Regions from separate parts of the Zea mays genome. Here region 1 is linked to region 2. The links are chromatin contacts, called in public Hi-C maps. All regions are on one chromosome and are shown on one strand. The core of a region is the stretch at or near the end of the contact, and the rest is flanking DNA. Distances in the headings are between cores, read along the strand shown.

Region 1 (2,700 bases), core at 125-2,624, 150 kb after region 2:
CGTGCCTAGTACACTGTCCAAACACATTACGGCTAGCAGGCAGAACGCGGGGGCAAAGCTTGCTAGAAATATACCGTCAGGGGCTGAGATAGGCCTATAGCCACTAGGGCATGTGCCCTACTTTTGGACTAGCCAACTAAGGTTAGAAGAGAAATAGCCACGAGTGGTGTGGCGTGAAGCGTGGCGTACAGGCAGGCAAGCAGCCGCACAACATGCAGTTTAGCGTGGAAATTCTCATGGCGTGTAGGCGGGCGCAGTTAGCGTGGCAAGCAGGCGCCCAGAGGCTGTGGACTGCAGCCAGTAGGCAGCCAGCCAATTGCGTAGTATTTAGAGATATTGTATTGTATATGGATACTTCAGAAGATTTGCTAAAATCTCCGCCTAAAATCTGCTTGAGGAATGAGAACATTAACTTCGAATAAATCAAACATCCTTTTTTCTTCTTTAATTTTTCTGCTGGTGATGTAAACAAGTATCATTTTGCTAATGAAAGCCACCCAAATAATTGATAAATTGGTTATAGAGACGAAGATCTATCATTATTTTTAATTAGTTAACCGTTTATTTAAGCCAATTTTATTTTAATTACAATTATTGTATCCAAATAAAGTTCATGCGTGGCATTATCTATGTATTTTTGCGATTTAAAATTTTTAGTCGGTATGAATATTTTTTAGTGTTATATCCGGCTCTATACTTAGAGAAATCCTGGCTCCACCACTGATACCCGGTGCACAGCTTAAGAAAATAAATAGATTAGCAAATAAATGTAGGCCCGTTTGGATCTTTAGAATTGAATTCCATTATAATAATAGTAATTTAGACACATATATATATCAATTAAGCCAATACAATTTTATGCAAAATATATTTGTATGCTATTATTAGTAAGATGTCGGAGATATTTATATGCTATATTTGTACTATAGAGGACTAGAGAAGTGAGCCGAAGAGCGTCCTATAAGTTGCAGAGTATAAACATATTCTACCGATACATGAAATCATTTTTCATTCTTCACCTCATAAATTTGAGATGGACGTATATATTTGAACATTGAAAAGTGGTGGAATATCAAATTCCAAGCCAAAAATGTTATTTTATTAAGTAAATTTCAATTTCTAAAAATGAGTAGTGAATTTGAGTCTAGCTAGTACCATTTCTTGTTTTTACCATGCTGCACTGGCACCCGGGCACGATAATGTGGTGTGGCCTCTGCCGGAACGTGCTCGTACGCGGGCTCAAACGCCGTGCCCCGTACCGGTGTATCCTCGTGCTTTCTGCCAACTATAGTTACACATACTGCCATATTATATATGATTCATCCCCATAAATAAAGCTCCAACTCATCATTGTCATCGTCCAAATTTCAGTTCGAGAAGACTCCATCAAGCAGCTCATACGTATATCACTTGCCATGCCAGCCTAGCTTCTTCCGTGTCTTTCTTTCTCAATAAATACATGCCACTCACATGGTGCTCCTCCATCTTCCAAGTCACCAACGCAAATTGCACCAAGAAATCCATCGAGAGGCCGTCGACAGGGGAATTAATGGCGTCGTCGTCTAGCAGCAGCCACCGCCGCCTCATCCTCGCAGCCGCCGTCCTGCTCTCCGTGCTCGCGGCTGCCAGCGCCAGCGCCGGGACCTCCTGCGTGCCGGGGTGGGCCATCCCGCACAACCCGCTCCCGAGCTGCCGCTGGTACGTGACCAGCCGGACCTGCGGCATCGGGCCGCGCCTCCCGTGGCCGGAGCTGAAGAGGAGATGCTGCCGGGAGCTGGCGGACATCCCGGCGTACTGCCGGTGCACGGCGCTGAGCATCCTCATGGACGGCGCGATCCCGCCGGGCCCGGACGCGCAGCTGGAGGGCCGCCTAGAGGACCTGCCGGGCTGCCCGCGGGAGGTGCAGAGGGGATTCGCCGCCACCCTCGTCACGGAGGCCGAGTGCAACCTGGCCACCATCAGCGGCGTCGCCGAATGCCCCTGGATTCTCGGCGGCGGAACGATGCCCTCCAAGTAACTGCGAAGAGCATAGTGCATGAGGAATGAGCTTGTAGCTAGCTCATATGTCTGAATAATAAGCACAGCAAGAAGATGAATGCATTTCTCGGATCGTTCATCCGGAACAATAATTAAAGGGGATCCGGATTTGTTCTTGTGATATAATTAACGATTCCTGTTATACTTGGAAGTAGCTAGGCTCGTCCCCATCCAATGCAAGCAAAGATCTGATCTCCCAACGTGCATGAGAAAATGTGAGCGATTTACTTCACCGGTCCTTCCTCTAATTAAATGGAAATGTGAAGTGGAACATAAGAAATTAAGGTGAAGCCAAAAGCTGCCAATTGATGTATATATAATGCATTTGTGTGCTTTTTGCTGAAATGGAGTCTTGTGAAACAGAAATCTGGAGGATGCAAGCTACCAGTTTTGAAGATTTGTTTTTTTATATATAGGGCCAGTTGAAGATTTGTTTGAACAGAATTTGGGGGTACACAGGTTGCAACCAGTGTTTTGCTTGGCAGCATGAGGGGACTTTGCAGCCGTCATTGCTGATCACATATCTATCACACCTAGAATTTTGTTGGCGCTGATTCGGTCACCAATCACTACGATGCGTACCTACGGCGATGCTCTCTGCGGACACATGGATGGTCCACGGCCGAGGGCTGGAAGATCCTCGACCTGGCGCAGAGGCTAGGG
Region 2 (2,900 bases), core at 15-2,514:
GAAGGCTTCAGAAACATAAGATGCATAGATCTCTTGATGACAATAGATTACAGAATGCCCAATATACGAGTTAATGAAATCTGTACAGCGTTCCTCCTCTTTTAGGGTGTTTGGTTTGAGGAATGAGTTAATTAGTTAATACTAATATGAGGAATGGAGTCATCCCACCAAATTTGATGAATGGATCTATGATGCACCACCTCATTTTGAATGGAATGATTACTTAAACCAAACACTATCTTTGTCACTATATATGCTTAGTATCATTATCAAGTGTTTAGTAATTCAATCTGAGCCGAATTTGTACAAACAAGCACTCAGCAACAGCAGTTTAGGAATTTGTATTACGGAAGCATTGAAATCTCACGAAGCCATAATTCACTATTCCAGAGAAACACACATGCATAAAATAGCCAAGTACAGCTAATTTATGATTGTCTACACATTCATAGATATGCTGTCAATTCAAATAGCAAATTGATAGCTGTTTCATACAAGCAAAATAATAACTGGTTCTGCAGTGTTGGTTTACCTGTTTGATATCTTTTTTTATGGCTTGGACCTTTAGGCGTTTTACCACAGCCCCCTTTTTGTCAGTTTCTTCACTGTCACCTAGTGGAGGAGTCAAAGGAGAGGAGATAGGCACCATAGCATCATCTGCAAGCAAATTCCTTGTAGTTGATATTCCCTGAAACAAAGTGCCGAGGTCCATGTAAATAGTTACTCTAGACACTTAAATACTCCCTGCAAATTCAGCTTGGTGTGTTTTGATCGACCAAGTAATCCAGGGAAAACAAAATTAGTATCCCTAATCGGAGTGGAATAGCCATCATAATTGAAGGATGATCATGTCTAACGCACCGAACCTTGGTAATAGCGGCAGTGAGACTGGTTTTGCCGTGATCGACGTGCCCAAGGGTGCCGACGTTCACATGGGGCTTCCTGCGCAGATTGATCCGGGTTGGAATGTGAATCACACGAAGCAAAGGAATCCATGAAAATGGATAGCTTCGAACAGTGTAGTGTGCATGGAACGAATCTGAACCAAGGAGTACTCACGTGCGTGTGAAGGTGGCCATGGACATCGCCCAGAGTGTCCAGGCCAGCGGGGGCGGCTGGGCCGCCACCGACGCCGCCACGGGCGCATCTGGTAGCACGGCGGGTCCCGAGATTGCAGCAGCACGGAGGGTGGGGTAGGAGAAGAGGCGGCGAGATCCGGCGTTCCGGAGCACCGCGGCGGAAGCCATTACCTGTCGTCGGGTCGCTGCGGCGGCGCGAGGAGCAGAAGAGCGGAAACGAGGGGGACACGGGTTTAGGGCCGGCATAGGCTGCTCCTCGTCTAACCGTGCAGCACGCTGGACTTGCAGGCCCATTTTTACTTGCGGCCCAATACTCCATCTAGTCTGCCTTCTTGCTCGGCAAGCGGCGGCATTGATGGCTGGCCATTTGTTATGGGCATAAGCCCTAAGGACAATGTGGGGTCATAGGCCTAGTCTGTGTGCGTGAGTGGCCTGTAATAGGGATAAAAACGGTCGGAAACGATCGGAAAACATTAAAACTGTTACCGTTTTCATATTTTTTATCGGAAACGAAATTGGAAACGGTAATTCCGGAAACGGAAACGACATCGGTATTTTGGAATCATCGAAAACGGAAGTTCGGTAAAAAAAACATCGGTATCGGTCGGAATCTAAAATACAATCGGTAACCATATCAATATGAAAATATCACAATACAACAAAGTTTACAAATATCACAAAAACACAAATTCACATGTTTTGGATAACACAATACAATCAGTAACCTTTTTTATCGGATTTTTTGTTTGAGCGAACACCTGTTTTGGATAACACATGTTTTGGATATGTGTTATTACTCCGTAGTATTTTATATGAACACCCCACGTACTTTAAAGCCCATGATATGGCACTCAGTAAAGCATCAATGTGACTAATCATTAAAAAAACCGGTAAGCATTTTCAGCGCATAAAAATTATCTACCATTTGTTTCCTGTAGCTTCAACGGTGGACTACGGTGTTCTAAACTTCTAGTATGGTAGTACCTAGCAGTGTGTCCTATGTTCGCCGAGTGCAGGGCAAGTGCAATGCGTGGGGCTTGTTGTGCGGCAGTGGCCAGTGGGCTTGCTGTGCGGCAGTAGCCAGTGGGTTGTAGTGCTTGCTGTGCGGGCATGGGGTTGTGCCTGGGCGAGGGCGACGGAAGACTGGAAGTGGACTGTGGTGGCCGACGGCAGATGGGTTGTGGTGGCCTGCTGGGCTGCTTGCTCCTATGGCCGCCCATGAGTTGTGAATTTAAATTTTAGAAATTGGGCTGGGCCATGAGTTTCGGTAAATTCCGAATTTTGAATTCGGTAAATTCCGATCCAAAACGGTAACCGAAGAAAACGGTCGGTAAAGGGATGTACTGATTCCGATCTAAAATTCCGATGACCGATTCAGATTTCGAGAAATACCGATACCGACGATTCCGATCGAAAAAAATCGAAAACGGTTTCCAGAATTCCGAAAAATTCCGAAACCGTTTTCATCCCTAGCCTGTATGCCAAGTTGTTGATGTGCATACCACCTTTTTGTTGAGAACTACGTTACCACGGATCACCAGATCCGCTCCCTTCCCTCCCGTCAGCAGTAGAGATGCAAGAAGCTGTAGAGGACCTGTCTCCCTTCCCATAAGTACGACAGAGGAAACACACGAGACACAGGATATAGGGTTGGGCCTCTGGCCTCTTTCTCTTCTCTGTATTATGAGGGGGTGTACAGGTTCCTTATATAGATATGTGAGACCCCTCAGGGGCAAAGCAGGTATTTGCCCACATAACCCTAACTAGGGTTACTTAACACTCCCCCTTGGGCGAATACCGCGACCAACACATGCCTCGTTA

The links. A called contact is a pair of places that touch in the nucleus more often than the background predicts.
Region 1: a Hi-C map of ear shows a contact between it and region 2, with 2.1 times the contacts expected there. The contact joins the promoter of LOC541928 here to the promoter of LOC100274437 in region 2. A contact is called at or near these places in 3 of 25 Hi-C or Micro-C datasets (ear, endosperm and leaf).

Annotation. Positions count from the first base shown.
Region 1 is chr2:164,586,364-164,589,063 of Zm-B73-REFERENCE-NAM-5.0, forward strand. LOC541928 (alpha-amylase/trypsin inhibitor superfamily) reads left to right here and starts at 1,375. Exons shown (of 1, transcript NM_001111591.1): 1 at 1,375-2,158. The coding sequence starts at 1,460. The coding sequence ends at 2,017.
Region 2 is chr2:164,438,098-164,440,997 of Zm-B73-REFERENCE-NAM-5.0, forward strand. LOC100274437 (Ribosomal protein L22p/L17e-like) reads right to left here and starts at 1,265. Exons shown (of 6, transcript NM_001148796.1): 1 at 1,060-1,265; 2 at 867-942; 3 at 533-688. The coding sequence starts at 1,247.